Linked DNA regions of Manis pentadactyla: region 1 is linked to region 2. A link is a contact called in public Hi-C data. All regions are on one chromosome and are shown on one strand. Each heading gives the region's core, a stretch centred on a gene start, on an enhancer-like site or on the middle of the called end of the contact. The rest is flanking DNA. Distances are from core to core; before and after follow the strand shown.

Region 1 (5,189 bases), core at 1,703-4,202, 190 kb after region 2:
CAGAGATCACCTGTTCACCCAAAAAATATTTTCCAAACACCAACCATGTGTTAATCCTAATAGCTGGAGATACAACAGTGAACAAGACATGTAAGATTCCACCTCTCCTGAGGTTTATGTTCTAATGAGGAGACAAGATATAAGCATACAAATAAACAGGATAATTTTAACAGAAGGAAACGTTAGTCAACAGGAAAACACTAATGGGATACACAAAAGAGCAGAAGCCAGGCTGCTTCCTAAATTTAAAACCCAGCTTCACTACACATTGCTCAGCCTAGAGCATGTCTCCGTGCCACCACACCTTCATCTGTAAAACAGGAAGAATAACAGCCTCCACATGACAAGGCTGTGGTGAGAATTAAAAGGGTTAATGTAAGCACTTGGAATAGTATCAGACACATGGTCAGCAAGAGTGAGGACCAGGTAAGGCTGCTCAGAGGGGTGGTCAGGAAAAGCCTGTTTTAATGAGGACACAGGCTCATGAAGATCTAGGGGAGCTGCATTTCAGGCACCAGAGAACTGCAGGTGAAAGGTCTCAAGGTAGTAATGAACCTGTGTATGACCCAGAAAGAGAAGCTGCCACTGGGAAGCCATTATTTAGAAACTTGCAGACCATGAACAGAGTATGAGATTGTGTCCTCAGGATTTTAAGGAGGTTAAATGGGAGGTAGCACATGCTCTGATATAAAGTAAAGGAAGGTCATTCCAGCTGTTTGTGGAGAATGCACAATGGCATAAACAGAAAGAGGCAGCAGGGGCATCAGTTGGGAAGAAGGATGAAGGCAAGACCTCCCACTCAAGCCCAGGGACCCACTACTGAGAATGAGACAGGGCACTCCAAACCCTCCATCTGGGCTGGGCAGGGGGGTCCAGACCAAATGTGGGAAAAATGATTAAACTCTGACATGAAAGAAAGACTGCAGCAGATGGCCTGGGGACTCACAGCAAAAAAAAAAAAAAGACATGGTTCAAGCAATTCAGCAAAAATATACCTCCCCTTGTATTGTAGAGCATATTAGAATCAATACTGATCTTAATTACACTAAAATTAATGGGGTGCTTATCTATCTTCCCAATGTACTAAATTCATTCTTTTTCTCATGTAATTCACAAAACTATCCATTCAACAATTCAACAAAAATGTATTAGCAGGCACTGTTCTAGGAAAGTCAGACAAAGCCCCTACTTTCATGGAGCTTACACTCTACAGGCAGAGGCAGAGCCTAAACAGGGAAACAAAAAATATTTCAGAGTGTGATGAGAACTATGAAGAAAACAAATCAGAGAAGAGGGCAAGGAGGGCTGGAGGGAGGAGACAGTTTTAGGAATGGTGTTCAGAGAAGATCTTGGTGAGGTAACTCCTGAGCAGAGACATGGACAATGGGACTAAGCCAGCCAGGGGTAAATCCCTGGGGAAAAGGATGCCAGGCAGAAAGAACAGAAAGTGCAGAGACCCTGCTGAAATGGAAATGAGGTTGATGTATTAGAGAGAGAAAAAGAGACCATGGCAGCTAGAGCAAAGCAAGTATAGAATGGCAGGATATAAAGGTGAAATGTAACTAGGGACCAGACAGGACATGGAAAGACATTCATATTTCACTCTAATCACATGAGAAGCTGCTAGAAGATGTGAACAGATTGGTTTGATGGCCATACAGAGATGGAATCCTTGAGGAACAAGAGTGGAAACTTGGGAGTCCAAACATGAGGCTAGAGATGGTGGAGAAATGTGGTAGCATTCAACATGTATTTTCTAAGTAGAATAAAGAGGACTTAGTGGGAGGAAAGGGCAAATAACTACCAACGGTTAACTACAAGGTTTTGCGCTGAGCACCATTCACCAGGTACCACTAACAAAAACTAGGAAAGATGGAAAATGAGTAGACTGGGAAAGAATTTATGGAAACAGATGCTATTAACATTTTCATTTCACAGATGAGTAAGCAGCTTTAGAGAAATCAAATAACCTGTCCAAGTCCACCCAACTGGTAAGTGAAATTACTAAGTATTTTGACATACATTTACTTTTACTTTCACAGCACCCAATTATTATCTTATTATCTCCAATATACAGATATGGGAACTAAGGCCCCAAGATGTGTGGGCTACACAGCTAGAAGTGGGAGAGCCAAGAGTAGGTATCAGGTGTAAGAGCAGGTACATTTTCTAATAAAGGAGACACACTGGGAGACTGATAAGGAAACCTAGGAGACCAAGTAGAAAAATACCTTGAGTTTGAATGAAATGCCTTCAGCGTCTTTCAACGTTTTGCCATCCCCCAGTAAAAATTCTCAAACTCCGCGAGTGAAGAGCTGCGTTAAGAACAGCACTGTTGCCCATTGTTGCCACTTCGGAATCAGGTGCTAATTAAAATGCAGATTCCTGGGCTCCAGCTTAAACATACTTGAGTAACAATCTAAGTGAAACCGGAATCTGCATTTTTCACATAAGCGCTCCAGAAATCTTCGTCGCACAACAGAGCTTGAAAAATGTGTAAATATGGTTTGAATTCCGGCGGCAACCCCCCTAAACTACTCAGGTCACTACACCTCTGGGCCTCAAATTCCGATATTGTAGAAGAAAGGCGGGGTAACAATAAACTCTGCCACGGACTCTCAGCTCCCGCTGGGCTGTGGGAATCGAACCACACGAAAGGCTAGAGGGCAGGGGCCCCGGGTCATCGTGCGCTACAGAGGGGCCGAAGCGTCCCGTGAAGCACTGTGGGACACAAGACTATCAGCCGCTCCGCGCCTCAAATTTGGATTACGCGGGCGCCCTTTCGGGACGTCGCCGGATGCGACCGTGACGTAACTGTAAATACCTCTACTGTCTTGGCGCCTCAGAGACTACTGAGGACACCACGCCAAGAGCGGTGACGAATTTCCGGATGTGTCTTCGCTTTACGACTCGCGCGTTCTGCCGCCGAACCCGGAGGAAGCTGGCGAGCAGTTTACGACAGCGCCGTCGTGTTTACGGCTTCGGCGCGCGCGCCTTTCCTCCTTTTCCCCGTAGCTGAGAGAGCCGCGGTCTGCGCGGTCGTCGGCCGGGTCCATCTGTCGCCATCGCGGCTGGCCGAGGCCGTGGCAGGTAAGTAAAGTGTTCCGCATGGTTCCGCGGACCTCCGGAGCCGGCGTCGGCTTGGCGCGGCCTTCGGGGCCTCCCGGAAGAGACCCAGTACGTCCCCTCCGGCCGCCGCTGTCTCTTCGCTGGGAGGGTCAAGAAGCCGCCTTTGGGCGCCCCAGGTCCGGCACACTGCCTATGCGCGGCACGGCCCTGTTGGGTGGGCCAAGGGCTGGTCGACTTTAATAATACCATTTAACCACCTGGGTTTCAGGGTTTCTAAAGTGACCGAAGGTTCCCTTGAGTTTCTGTGAGTGAGGTATTAGGGGCGCTAAACTGAGAGGTGTTCGGCCCTGCTCGGATGATTTCGATCGGTCCAGAGGTTTCCTTCACTTTTCTGTGAAGCAGAAGGCGTGGATGGAGTGGATTTGATCTGTGATCGGAAACCCTCTCCCCCAGGGGCTTGATGGCGTACGATCTGTTAGGCCCCGATAATCTACACGGTACCGGGGCGGGCCAGCCCTTCTGCCTGCTCTGTTGGTTCCGCCCATCCTGCCCCTGTTGCTCGTAGAGCTGTCACTCCAGTTTAACTGAATGGCTGTTGCACCTACTCTTCCATTCTCACTCTTATTTTGCATACATTGAAGCCTAGGGACTTCCTCCTAACCCCTGGAGAAATGCTTGTCAAGCCTTTGGTCTCATTCCTTCTTGAGCTCTGACAAAACACTAGATTTTTTAACAGCGTGTCTTGAAATGTTGTTGTTATTAGGGGTGGTCTAAAACCCCAGTTCTCAATAACCGAAGAATGCTGGACAAATCTGGAAATCAAATCTATTTTGAAAAAAAATGCTTGATTTCGTTGAGCTCCAAATTTTTATCACTAGAATGGGTGTATGGGGGAGTTAGTGGTGTTAACTCATCTAGCATGGTGTTGCACACATAGTAAGACCTCCGTAAGTACTTAACGTGAATTGTTTTGAGACTGCCACCCTTCCTTCAGTCCTCCTGCTGTCGTATAGCTTAAGTTTAAAGCTTGAGGATGAAGCCTCAGGTTCATTCCCTGTTGCTGTCACCAGTGTCACCTCTGTAAGAAACCTTAGTCTCCCCATCGTGGGGCACTGAGAAGAGTTACCAAGTTCAATTCATACCTGTGCTTTTTCATTGCTCTCCTGCCTCCAGAAATACTGATGTAATGAGTTTTCCTCTGGGAACTCATCTTCTTCTGAAGATTACAGTGAATAAAAGTGTAGAGATTTTTGATAGGAATAGTCAGGCAGGTAGCTCTGGAGCTCCTGGTGTTGGCTCTCCTGAGAGAAGTAGATAGCATTATGCAGTGTGTGGACTCTGGAGCCAGGCTGCCTGCGTTCAAATTTTTCATCAACTAGCATTGCAAGTATGAGCAATTTCCTAACTTCTCTGTCCCTCAGTTTTCTTACCTGAAATAATACTGACCCCTATCTTAGGAGTGTTGGGAGGGTTTTTTGAATTTATGCATGACAAGCTCTAAGAAAAATGCCTGGTACTCATAATTATGAATATTTGACGTGTGGCCACTTACGACCTATGGTTTATAGCGACCTCAGGTGTCTGGCAAGCTTTTGCTTGATTCTGTATCTACTTGCTCTATGTAAGGATTTGCACTGATGACAGAAAACTGGAATAATTGGAAAAGGAGGTCAAATTTCAGGATATACTTAGGGACTCTTTACTCAGCATTCTGTATGTGAATGTATTTCCAAAGACTGAATAGCAATTGTGTGGCAATTTACAGTGAATATTTTCATATGTGTAACTGCTAAGTCTTTCACAATGATCTTACGATATAAATAAAACAGGGATCTTATTTCACAGATGAAAAGACTGAGGTTTAGGGAAGCTAAGTATTGTATGCCATGGTGAAGGTATTTTTGAGATTATTACTTGTGAAAAAGAGTTACTACATTTCATCAAATCTGAGACACCACTGAATTTAAGAAGCACCATTACTTTATATAACAAAGAAAAAATTCCTATTAAGATATGACACCCCAATCAAGCATAAGATACAGCTTCATTTCAAAGATATTATATAAACTGAAAAAAAGTAGGTGTCATATGATACAGTGAAACACAGTCAACTTTTTTAT
Region 2 (5,237 bases), core at 785-3,284:
GGGGTTATTGTGAATACCAAATATGAACACAAATATTAGGCTAATTAATCCTTTGAAGAGCTTAGATGAGGCTGGCACTCAGTCTGTGCATCACATATGCCAGCTCTAGCTCTATAGCTGCTCATGGAAGGGGTCAGACTAGATTTCTCAAGGGTCCTTAAGGCACCAAAACCTTCTGACTGACTTAAGCTCAGTGACTCTGAGTCATGCAGCTGTCATTTGGTCACCAAGAATGTAGAGAAGGCCCTTGGGCTGGTAGAGTGAGCAGGAGAGAATTCACTATGGATTTACCACCTCTCTGGAAAGACCCAAAATGCTCTTACAGTGGTGCTGGCCAAAATCACATGGAGCAGGAGCAACAGAAGGGAGAGAACAGGTGTGGTGCAGAGGACAGCCCCATGAAGGAGGTGCTATTGCCCCCCTGCAGATGGGGAAACCGAGGCACCAGAGGCTAACCGGGATGTATCTCTGTGTCTCGGTTCCACCACGCAGCTTGAGGAGGTTGACTAACTCAAGGGGCTCTTTAAGGGCTTAATGGGGTCACAGTTAACAGGTAAACCTGGAGGGCCAAGCAGGAAGACCAGGCAGAGGCTTTCTGACTCACCGAGGCCTGGGTGTCCAAGACAGACTTGCGTGGTGTCTCCAAAGAAGAAGAGTGGGTGGTGAGAGGGAGAGACAGGTCTTCACCATAATGACAGGAATGATTCCCAAGGAAAGAAAATTCCAGACAACTTACATTGTTTCCTTCTGGATTCAGGACTGACACCTTCCTAGCAGTTTATGGTGTGTGTATATGTGTTCATTGCCTTGCCCCAGACTGGTAGCCACACTAAGACGGCAGAGCAGCTGAGAGAAGTCCCAGGTAACCAGAGGCCCGCGATGGCAAATCCCAGGCACAGGCATCTGCGCTGAGGGGCTGCTCTTTGCTTTCAGCGCCAGCCAGCCAGGGGCCCGGCTGGAGCGAGAGCAAGAGTGCATCTGGCAAACCAATTTGTCCGGAGAAATTTCTTCTCACTCATCCTCCACAGTCACTGCCGAGGACCTGCGATGCCCCAGGCACTTGCATGCTTTCTCCCTGAGACCTCAGGCCGGCGCCATGAGGCGGGTTCTGCTAGTCCAGCTTGAAAGATGAGGTAAGAGGCTGGGCGTGAGGCGACCTGCCAGGTGAGGAAAGATGGCAGTGATTTCCTTCTGGGTTTCCTGACCGCAGAGCAAGAGCGGCTTCGCCGGGAAGTCCAGCTGCGGATGGGGCGTCCCTGGGCGACCGGCAGTGCCCGGGAGGCCCGCTTCCACTCATTATGTGTGGTATGTCACCTGTTCTCGCTTTTTACAAGCGAGGAAATGGGCTGAGGAAAGGCATGCCTTCGTATCTCAGACCCCGAGTCCAACCCCCACTCTTATGGAAGTTTACTTGTTCTCCTTTTTGTTCACAGACATCACTTTAAACACTTTCATACAGGAGATTTGAAAGCACCTAACACCCTTGGGCTTTAAAAATAAGATATCCCTGCAGGATGTGGGACAGGAGACACCGAACAGCAGCGCCCTCAGGAACCTGAAAATTCGAGGAGCGACAAGAACCTCCCCGATAGGTACCTGGTTCGAAACTCTGCTTGGGGAACTGCAGCCTTGCCTACTGCGCAGGCGCCGCGGCCGGCTCCCGCGCGCCCGACCGGCCCCTTGTGGGCGAACTCACTTCCGGAAGAGCAGGCGGGTGCAGCGAGTCCCCATTCCTCCTAAGGATGGTCCAAGCCAGCCTCTGGCCAATCACCGCTCTGGCAACCCGCTGTTAGAGCCTCTTTTCCCTGAACGTCCCAGAGGGACGGGGGCGCGGAGAGAAATGATTGACATATCGTGTATCCATTCGTCAAGCGGGATGAGCCTGAAGAGCAGATACCACTGAGAATTATCTCGCACGGAAGGGCTTTTAGCCCCTCCCCTTCCTCCCATTGGCCTCCTAGAGCCACAGGGGTGGGAGCTTTCTAGCGGCAGCCAATGGAGGGGCAACGATGAGGAGGCGGAGAAAGAGGAGGCGGGGTAGGCGGGCGATGGTTGCAGGTTGAACTCGTTGGGTCCGCTTCTGGGGCGTAGGGTTTCGGGATCAGCCTTCGCGATCCTCTCTGCCAGGGGCTGGACCCGGAACGCGAGCTGCATTGCCTGGCTCGTACCTTCTAGGCTGCCTTCTGAGTCGTTGAGCCAGGCCGCATCTGTCACTTCCCTGCACCCCTGTCCCCACCCTAGCTTCCGATAGCCGTCCCCAGCCCAGCCCGTAGGGTCCAGGTCTCATTGTCCCTGTCCCCGCCGTGGCTGCAGACCCCTTGAGCGTCTGCCCTCCCTGCTTCCTTTCCCAGGCAAAGCCTACCAACGCCTCTAGCAGTCTGTCTTCCCCTCTTCGGTGCGTGGAGGTGGTTGGTTACCATGGTGAAGCTGGCGGCCAAATGCATCTTGGCAGGTGAGTCCGAAATTTACAGCCTCCGGAGTCCAGGGACTTCGTAAGTTATCTAGAGCTTTTGTTCGTGTAAATTGTCTACCCTCGTCCCCTACTCCCTCCGAAAGGCAAATTAATGCAACTACTGTAAATTCCATTAGGCGCGTGGAAGAATTACCTTCCAGAGCTGATTTGTAGCTCCAGCTGATTTCCCCCGCTCCCTGTCATACTCCGGGACCACCTTCACCAGTTTGAGCTGTACTCAAGATGAGTAGGCTCCTTTAAAAAGCAGGCCTAGCACACAAAGTGCTCTAACTAAAGCATGTGCTGTGTCCCAGAATTAGGCATCAGTGACTTTCCTAATCTATTAAGGGGATTTTTTTCCCTGACCCCATACCCCCTGATCACAGATAGGAAACAGTAACATACAGTTATGTACATTAGGTATAGTAATGACCAGAGTTTGCAAAAGGCCCGCGTGTGCTGTCTTTCAGACACACAGTTACTGTGCTGTCCCACACCCAGGAGGATGTAAATGTTGAAGCTCTCAAAGGTAGGAATCTTGTTTTGCTGCCTGATACATCCCAAGCACCCAGAACAGTATCTGGAACCTAGTAGGTACTCAATAACCCTTTGTAGAATGAATTAATATGTGGCATTCACACTCTTTTTATCAGTTTTCACATTTAGAAAAACATTTACCTGAAGTATATAAGCCTGGGGCCACAGAACATGTATGTACTGAGTCCTTACTACATGCTAGGCACATGTATTTCACTTAATCCTCTCACCATAGCACACTGAGGTCAGTGCTGTAGTGTTTTGATCATACTGAGGCACTGAGAGGTGAGGTCTCTCTCCCAAAGTCACCATCTTGTAAAGAAAGGTCATAGGTAGGATTTAAACTGCAGATCTTCCCAATTCCAAAACTCTTTAACTCGTGTTACTGTTGAAACCTATGGGCTCTACAGGGTTCCCTGACCAGCTCAAGAAAGAGACAGTGAGAAATTATATAGAGGAAAAAGAGATTTCTTTTTTTGAATCCTCTCTTCCAGACTGAAATAGATACTTTAAATGGCTTTTCCAATTTGAAAATAAAAGGGTGACACAGAAAGAGGACTGACAATTGTAGCTCAAATCATACTGGAGCAAAAGAAATTAATGGTTCTCAAGAGAGGTCTCTAGGTTCCAGAGTGCCAGGGGAGGCAGTATTGTGTCACAGAAATAATTTTGGCTGTTCCTGTGATTGGCTGTGTCATTTTGGACAAAGCACTTCTCTGAGCTTCAGTTTCCTCATGGATAACGTGGGATCATTTTATTTTCTCAAGTTATATATATATTTTTTAATGGACCTCTCTGTTCTCTCATCTTTTTAAATTCAACTTCCATGTGGGGCCTACTTACTGAGCACCTCTGTGTGCTGCACTGTGCTAGGTCCTCACACAGGTTGTCTCTGACTCCTCACAACAACCCTATGAGGTCAGTACTATTGTTATCCTCATTTACTGATGGGTGCTGCTGAAGCCCAGAGAGGTTGAGACACTCGCCGTCACACAGCTGGATGTGGCAGAGATGTGATCTAGACCCAGGTAATTTGATTTCCAGGTCTCTGTTCTTAGCCCCAAGCTATGCTGTCCTCCAGCCTCGATTCTAAACTCTTTGCCCTTCTTTGCGCCCACTCCCTCAGGCACTTTTCACCTGATTTCAGCCACTGCTTGAGTAAGCGATTCCTGAACTCCAACCTAGTCCTCAATCTGCAGCCTCCTTCAAGGCCTCAAGGGTATTTCCTCTTGGACGTTTATAGGGACCAAGGACCTCAGCACAGTGAATCTACCTCACCACCCCCACCCCCACCACACACACACACACCCCTCCCTAGTTTTATTTTTCCTTTCCCTTCCCAGGCCTACTGTTTCAATTGCATTAATCTGCCTTTTTTCTCCCACATAACTAGTCATTGAGGGACCTGATATTCAAGTGCTTATTCATTCAGTGGATATTTGTTGAGCACCTACTATGTGAGACACCACGCAGGGTGTGATGGGAATATGGAGGATGAATCAGGCAGCCCCTACAGCCAAGTGCCACAATGTGTATAATAACTCAAAATGCAGCAAACATTAATCTGTTGCCCTTCATGTGCCAGATTAACTACAGAAATGCCTCAAGGCACAGCTGCTAATTGTTCTGGCTCAGATAAGGAAAGAAAACAAGGCTTGACATTTACACTTTCTTTGCATTAAAGTAAATATTATTAAATGTATGGCAGCCATTGTACATATTAACTCATTAAATCCTCCTAACAATTCTATGAGATATGTGCTATTGCTATCCCCATTTTGCAGATGGGGCAACTGAAGCCTAGAGAGATGACTGACCCAAGGTAATAAGCCAGTAAGGGTGATGCTGGAATCTGCAATCTGAGTATTGTGATTTACTGCCTCTTGGTTTAGCAGGGGTAGTAATAGTGAGCGTTCTGTGGAAGGCTGTTCTGAAATCAAGGCCCACACTACCAGCAATGAGCCACATTAGCCACATAGGTAAAGACAAAGGAAGGACAGGTGACCTTCAGAGGCTGTGCAGGAAGACACTACATGGCTTTACCTAGCAGAGAGTGAATAGGATTTGGACATGGATTGGGGAGACCCAGAAGGAGGTTATCTCCCAGGGGATATTCAGAGATCAAGAGAGCAGAAGTGTAGAGTCCAGAGTCTGTGTAAGGGATAGTCAGAGTCAGAAGATGAATTGGGTTGACTGGAGATGGGTATGCAGAAGGAATCGTTGATGGGTAATGTAAGATCAAGGCAAG

What was found. Hi-C and Micro-C count contacts between places; a contact is called where the count stands out from the background.
Region 1: a Hi-C map of skin fibroblasts shows a contact between it and region 2, with 4 times the contacts expected there. The contact joins the promoter of EIF3D here to the promoter of IFT27 in region 2. A contact is called at or near these places in 2 of 3 Hi-C or Micro-C datasets (fibroblasts and skin fibroblasts).

The regions. Positions count from the first base shown.
Region 1 is chr10:11,002,637-11,007,825 of mManPen7.hap1, forward strand. It overlaps EIF3D (eukaryotic translation initiation factor 3 subunit D), which reads left to right and starts at 2,953. Exons shown (of 15, transcript XM_036891023.2): 1 at 2,953-3,090. It overlaps LOC118915338 (a long non-coding RNA gene), which reads right to left and starts at 2,935. Exons shown (of 4, transcript XR_005026039.2): 1 at 2,825-2,935.
Region 2 is chr10:10,814,888-10,820,124 of mManPen7.hap1, forward strand. It overlaps IFT27 (intraflagellar transport 27), which reads left to right and starts at 2,035. Exons shown (of 7, transcript XM_036891027.2): 1 at 2,035-2,452. The coding sequence starts at 2,419.